Linked DNA regions of Mus musculus: region 1 is linked to region 2. The links are chromatin contacts, called in public Hi-C maps. All regions are on one chromosome and are shown on one strand. The core of a region is the stretch at or near the end of the contact, and the rest is flanking DNA. Distances in the headings are between cores, read along the strand shown. Region 1 has its middle 4.0 kb from the start of Rhof. Region 2 has its middle 7.5 kb from the start of P2rx7.

Evidence for each region. Hi-C and Micro-C count contacts between places; a contact is called where the count stands out from the background.
Region 1: a contact with region 2 is called in a Hi-C map of the C2C12 cell line, with 4 times the contacts expected there. The contact joins two enhancer-like sites. A contact is called at or near these places in 1 of 484 Hi-C or Micro-C datasets (the C2C12 cell line) and 3 of 115 datasets of contacts at active chromatin or transcription factors (bone marrow-derived macrophages, heart atrium and pancreatic cancer cells).

Annotation. Positions count from the first base shown.
Region 1 is chr5:123,135,268-123,138,085 of GRCm38.p6, reverse strand. It overlaps a transcript of Rhof not described here. Among named protein-coding and RNA genes, the nearest start is that of Rhof, 4.0 kb to the right of the region's middle. Within about 2 kb of position 1,460, at least 257 of the 459 cell types and tissues checked have an H3K27ac peak or open chromatin away from gene starts, as enhancers often do. A contact at or near this core is called in the C2C12 cell line and heart atrium, where this site is marked.
Region 2 is chr5:122,635,061-122,637,760 of GRCm38.p6, reverse strand. No RefSeq gene overlaps it. Among named protein-coding and RNA genes, the nearest start is that of P2rx7, 7.5 kb to the left of the region's middle. Within about 2 kb of position 1,285, at least 67 of the 459 cell types and tissues checked have an H3K27ac peak or open chromatin away from gene starts, as enhancers often do. A contact at or near this core is called in the C2C12 cell line and heart atrium, where this site is marked.

The sequences.
Region 1 (2,818 bases), core at 211-2,710, 500 kb before region 2:
AGAACGTCCGAATTTACAGGTCTTGGCCGGAGACCGGAGCCATGTCTGTGTTATCCCCACTGTAGACAATCCTTGCTTCCTCTGGACATCTGGAGCAGGCCCAATTTGACTGAGAGCCTTCCCCCACTAAGGTAGGTAAGAGCCCTTTCCCCAAGTTCAGAGAACTGTTGCCGGGCTTTGACCTGCAGCCTTCGAAGGGCGGCTTGGGATCCCCAAACCTGCTGGGCTGGTTCTGCAGCCCCTCCCCCACGCTGATGTGGCGGTTGTGTGTGTGAAATGGGCGGCCTGCTGGGTCCATCCAGCCCCGCCTGTCAGCTTCTGCTGTGGGGCGTTTAGGGCGGGCGATTCTCATGCCGAATTTAGCAGCTTACTAGAGCAAGGACTACCAAGTATTTCCCAGTGGTGTGGTTTATGGTGGCTGGGAGGGCCCTGGAAACTTCTGAAGACGGTGACTGCTGCCAGGTTTCCCAGTGGTGCTTCAGACATTGTTCCTGAACCCCATTAGGGGGACCAGCTGAGCCCCCTTCTGATGTCTGCCTTGCTGGATAGACAAAGAAGCAAAAGATGTGAAGTGGTAGCCAGCTTCCCGAGAGAAAAGATTTCCTTGGCTTCTCCTTTTCCTGGATCCGAGCTCTCAACAAGGCCAGGTGTCGGTAGCCTGGCTTCTAGAACGTGACACAAACGGAGGCTGGCCCTTCACCTGTCTGTAGTGATCTTACAGAGTCAATGAGGTCTGTGCTTAGTCTCTGAGCAGGGTCTCCCCAGCTGCACCGGCATCAGAAGTCAGTGGTTGGACCCATTAAACCCGACTGTGCCCATTTCTCGAGTTTCCCTCTTAGGCAGTTACATCTAAGAACTTGCTCTTCTTACAAGGTTCCAGGTAGCACCAAGTTTCTAGACTCTCTCTAGTAGGTGGCACCTGGGATGTCACCCAGCTTGGTGGCTAGCAGTTGGCTTGCCCTCCTCCTAGGCAGGAAGCTTTGCTGCTGAAACTGGTGTGGCCCTTGATCCCTGACCCCTGGCCCCCTAGTGTGTTTCTCGTTTTGTTACTTTGATAAGCCATTTGGCCTCAGGTGCCGCGGCTCCTGCTGGCTTCCCCTATTTGGGCCTCAGCTTCCAGCCTCTAGTCTTCTCTTTTCTCCTCACCCCTACAGTGAGTGCTGACGTGTGAGTCGGGGAGCCTGGAAGGCTTCCCTGAGTTGTTGCTGGAGGCAGATTGGTGCCTAATCAGGGTGCTTCTAGTCTGGCAGCTGTAGGTTAGATGTGGACCTAGCTAGTGACCTTGGACCATTGCCTCTCTTCCCCCTCCCCGGGTTAAAAAGACCACAATACCTGCTGGAAAAGGTTGGTGGGAGGATTAAGTGAGATTAAGAGGGCCAGACTCCTGCTCTGACCTCACAACCAGTTGGCCTCCATTGTGATAAGGATTGTTGCTGGGAGTGGTTGCTGCCTGCGCCGGTGGGGGCTGGGCTGTCTCCAGGGCTCCTCCCCGCCAGCCCACTTCCTGAAGCACGTGCTGGAGCCTCCAGGCAAAGGAGAAAGAAAACTGGCTTTGCTTGGGAAGGCAGCCAGCCCTGTTTTTCTTCTAGTGTTTGAGTCCAGGCTGTTCCCGGGGCTCCGTAGGCTGTCCTGTGGTTGGGTCGGGATTTAAGGGCCACCCACCAATAGCCCCAAGAGAAGAAATGTCTCACCCAAGGTTATGAGGCCACCACGGAGCAGAGCCTGGACAGGGTTCCAGGTGTCTTGATTTTCAGCCCAGAACCTGGGCCCGTGACACCCCCTTGCCCAGCTGTCTGGGTTATTTTAGGCTCCCTCCCGTGCCAGCTGTCTGCCTTTATCACTGCCAGAGAGAGCTGTCTGGTATAGCAAGGCTCCACAATGGTCCCGTGGCTCCCGCTGGTGCAGAGGGCCAGGCATCAAGTCCGTCGATGAGCTGGCTTTCTGCTGGGAAGGCTGAACTCCTCACCCCTATTGAGAAGGGGGGCGGGGAGAAGAGCGCTTTGCTAGGTTGGTCTCGTTCATACTTTAGATACCTGGTAAGCCTTGGAACACAACTGATCAACCCTAAAGGCTCTGGTTAGAGTCCTTGGATCTGGCTGGGGTCTTTATCTCCTCCAGCCTCCCACTAATTGATTTAAGTCGCGCTGTGTCAGCTGTACCCTGGAGGGCTACAGGCTTTAGGGAGCAATTAGGCGCTAAGCTGTGACGTGGTGCTTGAAAGGGGAAGATGGAAGTGACCGGGACCAACTTGTGGCTTGCTCTCTACTTCAGGTCTTTTCCACCTCTCTCTCTCTCTCTCCTTTCTTTGGCCCCTTATCACCTCCTGGGCTGTAGGGTGGGGCAGTTTGTCCTGCTGTTGTTCCTGGCCCCGAGGGGTGCCCCGCCTCCTGGTCACCCACGGAGCGTGGGGCGGAGCCGCTCTGGCCTGCAGAGAGAGGGCCACGCCAGCAGAAGGCTTGCCTGAACTGGGAGGTGGCTGTACTCGATTTACTACACGAGATTCCAGTGTCCCCGCCCCTTCCGGCTCCTCCACCTGGCCCCGAGCCCAAGTTTGGAATATGACCTTTTTAGACTCTCTGCAACCGAGGTGGGTCGGAGGACCCGCCATCCCCGCTCTCCACGGCCCCCAGTGTTTTCTCGGATTGTTCCGTGCCAATGGGAACCAGGAGGGAAAGTTGAACAAAAACCTTCAGAGCTATTAAATTGTCGCGTGATGGAGGAGGGTCTTGCTGTGTCCGGGCTAGTCCTAGTGACAGGTTAGGACCCTAGGTATATCCCTTTGTACCAACGTTCGCTGGTTTTCCGCCTGGCTTCCAGA
Region 2 (2,700 bases), core at 36-2,535:
GGGAAAGGGGGTGGGGGGCGCGGGAGGCGCCTTGCCCTCAGAAGCCATAGGAAGAATGCTGCTCCAATAAGTCAGCGGTCCAATAAGTCAGCGGTCACAGACTTAAGGGCCGGTACAGAGCTTCGTCATAAGCCGCACTTAGTCAAGTGTGGGCAGATAAACCATGGGACCAGACAGAGTCAAGGATTAAGCGCGGTGAGAGTGGGGGCTAGGCGTAGGAGCAAAGCCTACAGCATCTGGGGAGAAAGGATTCATTCACGTCACACACTCTGGAAAGGACAGGCTAGCTGAGTGGTGTGGAGGTGGCTGAAGACGGGGGACTGTGGTACTTGAATTCATCAGGTCTAAGATGTTTAGTTCTAGGAGACAGAGTGGAAACACCAGCAGAGAACTGGTTCAGCTACCCAAGATGGGCTTCTTTGTGTTTCGACTGCTTGCATTTGGGATTAAGGAGAAAATAAAGGTAACAGGTTGTTGCCCTTTGCAATAGCGCGGTGATGACGTCACGAAATGACGTCACCACAGGAGGTTTTTACCTCCCCGCTCCCTCCTGCAGCAGCTGGCGTTGGACTCTTCCTCCTTCCAACTCCGTCCCTGTCAACACTGACGTGGCTGCATTGATGACTGCCCCTCAGGTGTGTCATGTGTCAGCACAGTTCATTGTGGCCGGCCGGCGAGAGCTATGCCAAGTGGTACTTTCCCTACTCTGTGGCTCCGTGGCGGATCCTGGCAGCAATCCTCTCAGCCTTCCCTCCTCCGCCTCTAATCCAGAGTTCTTAGGTCCTGCTGCTCAGCAGTGGCACAAGACTAAGGGGAAACTCTGGATTTAAAAACGCTTTCAAATAACTAGATAAACAAACAAACAAATAAATAAATAAGGCTTTTTGCTGAGTTTTAAGCCTCTCCCACATGTGGCTATTAAAAAAATTATTTAAATAAAATAATATAAAATAAAACCCTAAAAAAGAAAAGAACAAAAATAAATAAATAAATAAAAAAGATAAAATAAAACCCTGAAGTTTTCTGTCACACCAGCTGCACATGCCTAGTGGTTCTCCTTTTAGGCATTGACGGTATAGAAAGTTCTATGGGACATACCAACTAACTACCCGTGCTAGCTGGGAAGGAAAAAGAAGAGAGTTTAGTGTCAGGTCAGTGATGAAGGGGAAGACAGTTCCAAGTCAGGTGACCTCTGTTTTCTGCATGAAGGAAGAGGCAGAGTAGTCCGATGGGAGGGAAGACAGGGGCGGAGGCCGTGGGATGAGAGTACAGAAGAGTCAAAGCTGTTGCTATGGTGAACCGGGGAAGAGAGCCAACAGGGACCACAGGAATTCCAGGGTGCTGTGGAAAACTGGAGACCGTGAATTTGTTATTGCAATGGTCTGCATGGCTGCCCAGGGGACAGGATTGAGCCTTTCCCCGAGGACAACCTAACGGCCCACCAGTGCTTCCCAAAAAGTTGAGTGGCTCTTAGGATTTGTAGCTGTTGGCGCCATCGGGGTATGTTATGGGCATCAACTGCAAGCAGAACCCCAGACACAGGAACAAGAGGAGGACTCTATATCCCTGCTGCCTCTTGCCCCTAAGTCACATTTCTCTGAGTCTCACACCCTTGCTGGCCCCATAATGCAGGGAAGTAAGCTCTAAGTCAACTCAGGCATGGAGAACAGTTTCAATCACTGTCTTCTACCCTCCTCAAATTACCAGTCCCCAGGTGTAATAGACACCCCTCATGGCCCACTCAGAGGCCACTCTTCCTTTCTTGGATAACAGAATCCTCGTTTGTTGTTTGTTTCTGACAAGGTTTCCCTGGGTAACAGTCCTGGATGTGCTGGAACTCACTCTGTAGAACAGGCTGGCCTTGACTCACAGAGATCTGCCTGCCTCTGCCTCCTGAGTGCTGGGATTAAAGGCGTGTCTGGATATTATTTAGTTATTTTTTGAGACAGTGTCTTGCTACACAGCCCAGACAAGCCTTCAACTCCCGATCCAACTCCTGATCCACCTGCCGGAGCCTCCTCAACGCTGAGAGTTCAGTCACGTGCCACCAAACTTGTCCTTTCAGATTCCCCAATTTAATTTGAAGCCCTTGGGAAAGATACCTCTATCCTCCACTCGGTTGTATCAAGCTGGTCCCGTTTAACCTGGATGTGATCGGGTATGAAAGCTCATGGGGCCACTTAAAAAAAACATGAAGGAAATTTTACCATGGGGAGGGGCCTTCTGAAGAAAGATTTTATTCAGAAAAGATCAGGAGAAGAGGCGGGACTTCTGTATCACGTGCTCTGAGTGGCAGAGCAAATAAGAAGGGCTTGGCTGGCGTTGAGTCACGTGACCTTTTTTTTTTTTAAACTTATAGCCAACGTGCTCTGCAGTGTGGTTGTGGCTAGCGCCACTACAGTCTGTGTCACAGGTCCAGCAGGCTACCCTTTCTGTCATCTTCCTCCTAGCAACTTTGCCCTAGAAGTTCTTTGGCACTGAAGCTTCTGATAATTGATAAGATGAGGTTCCATTTTTTTTAAATCCTTTCTTCCTGTCCTGCTTGTAAGGGCCCTGACAGCTTCTTTGTTAGTGTAGCTAGCCTAAAAGAAATCTCACTCTAGTGATGAATGGGTTCCCAACCTCTAACTCCCATAAATCAAAAGAATTTTGTAGTTGTTGGAGACAGGGTCTCTCATTTGCAGCCCTGGCTGTCCTGCA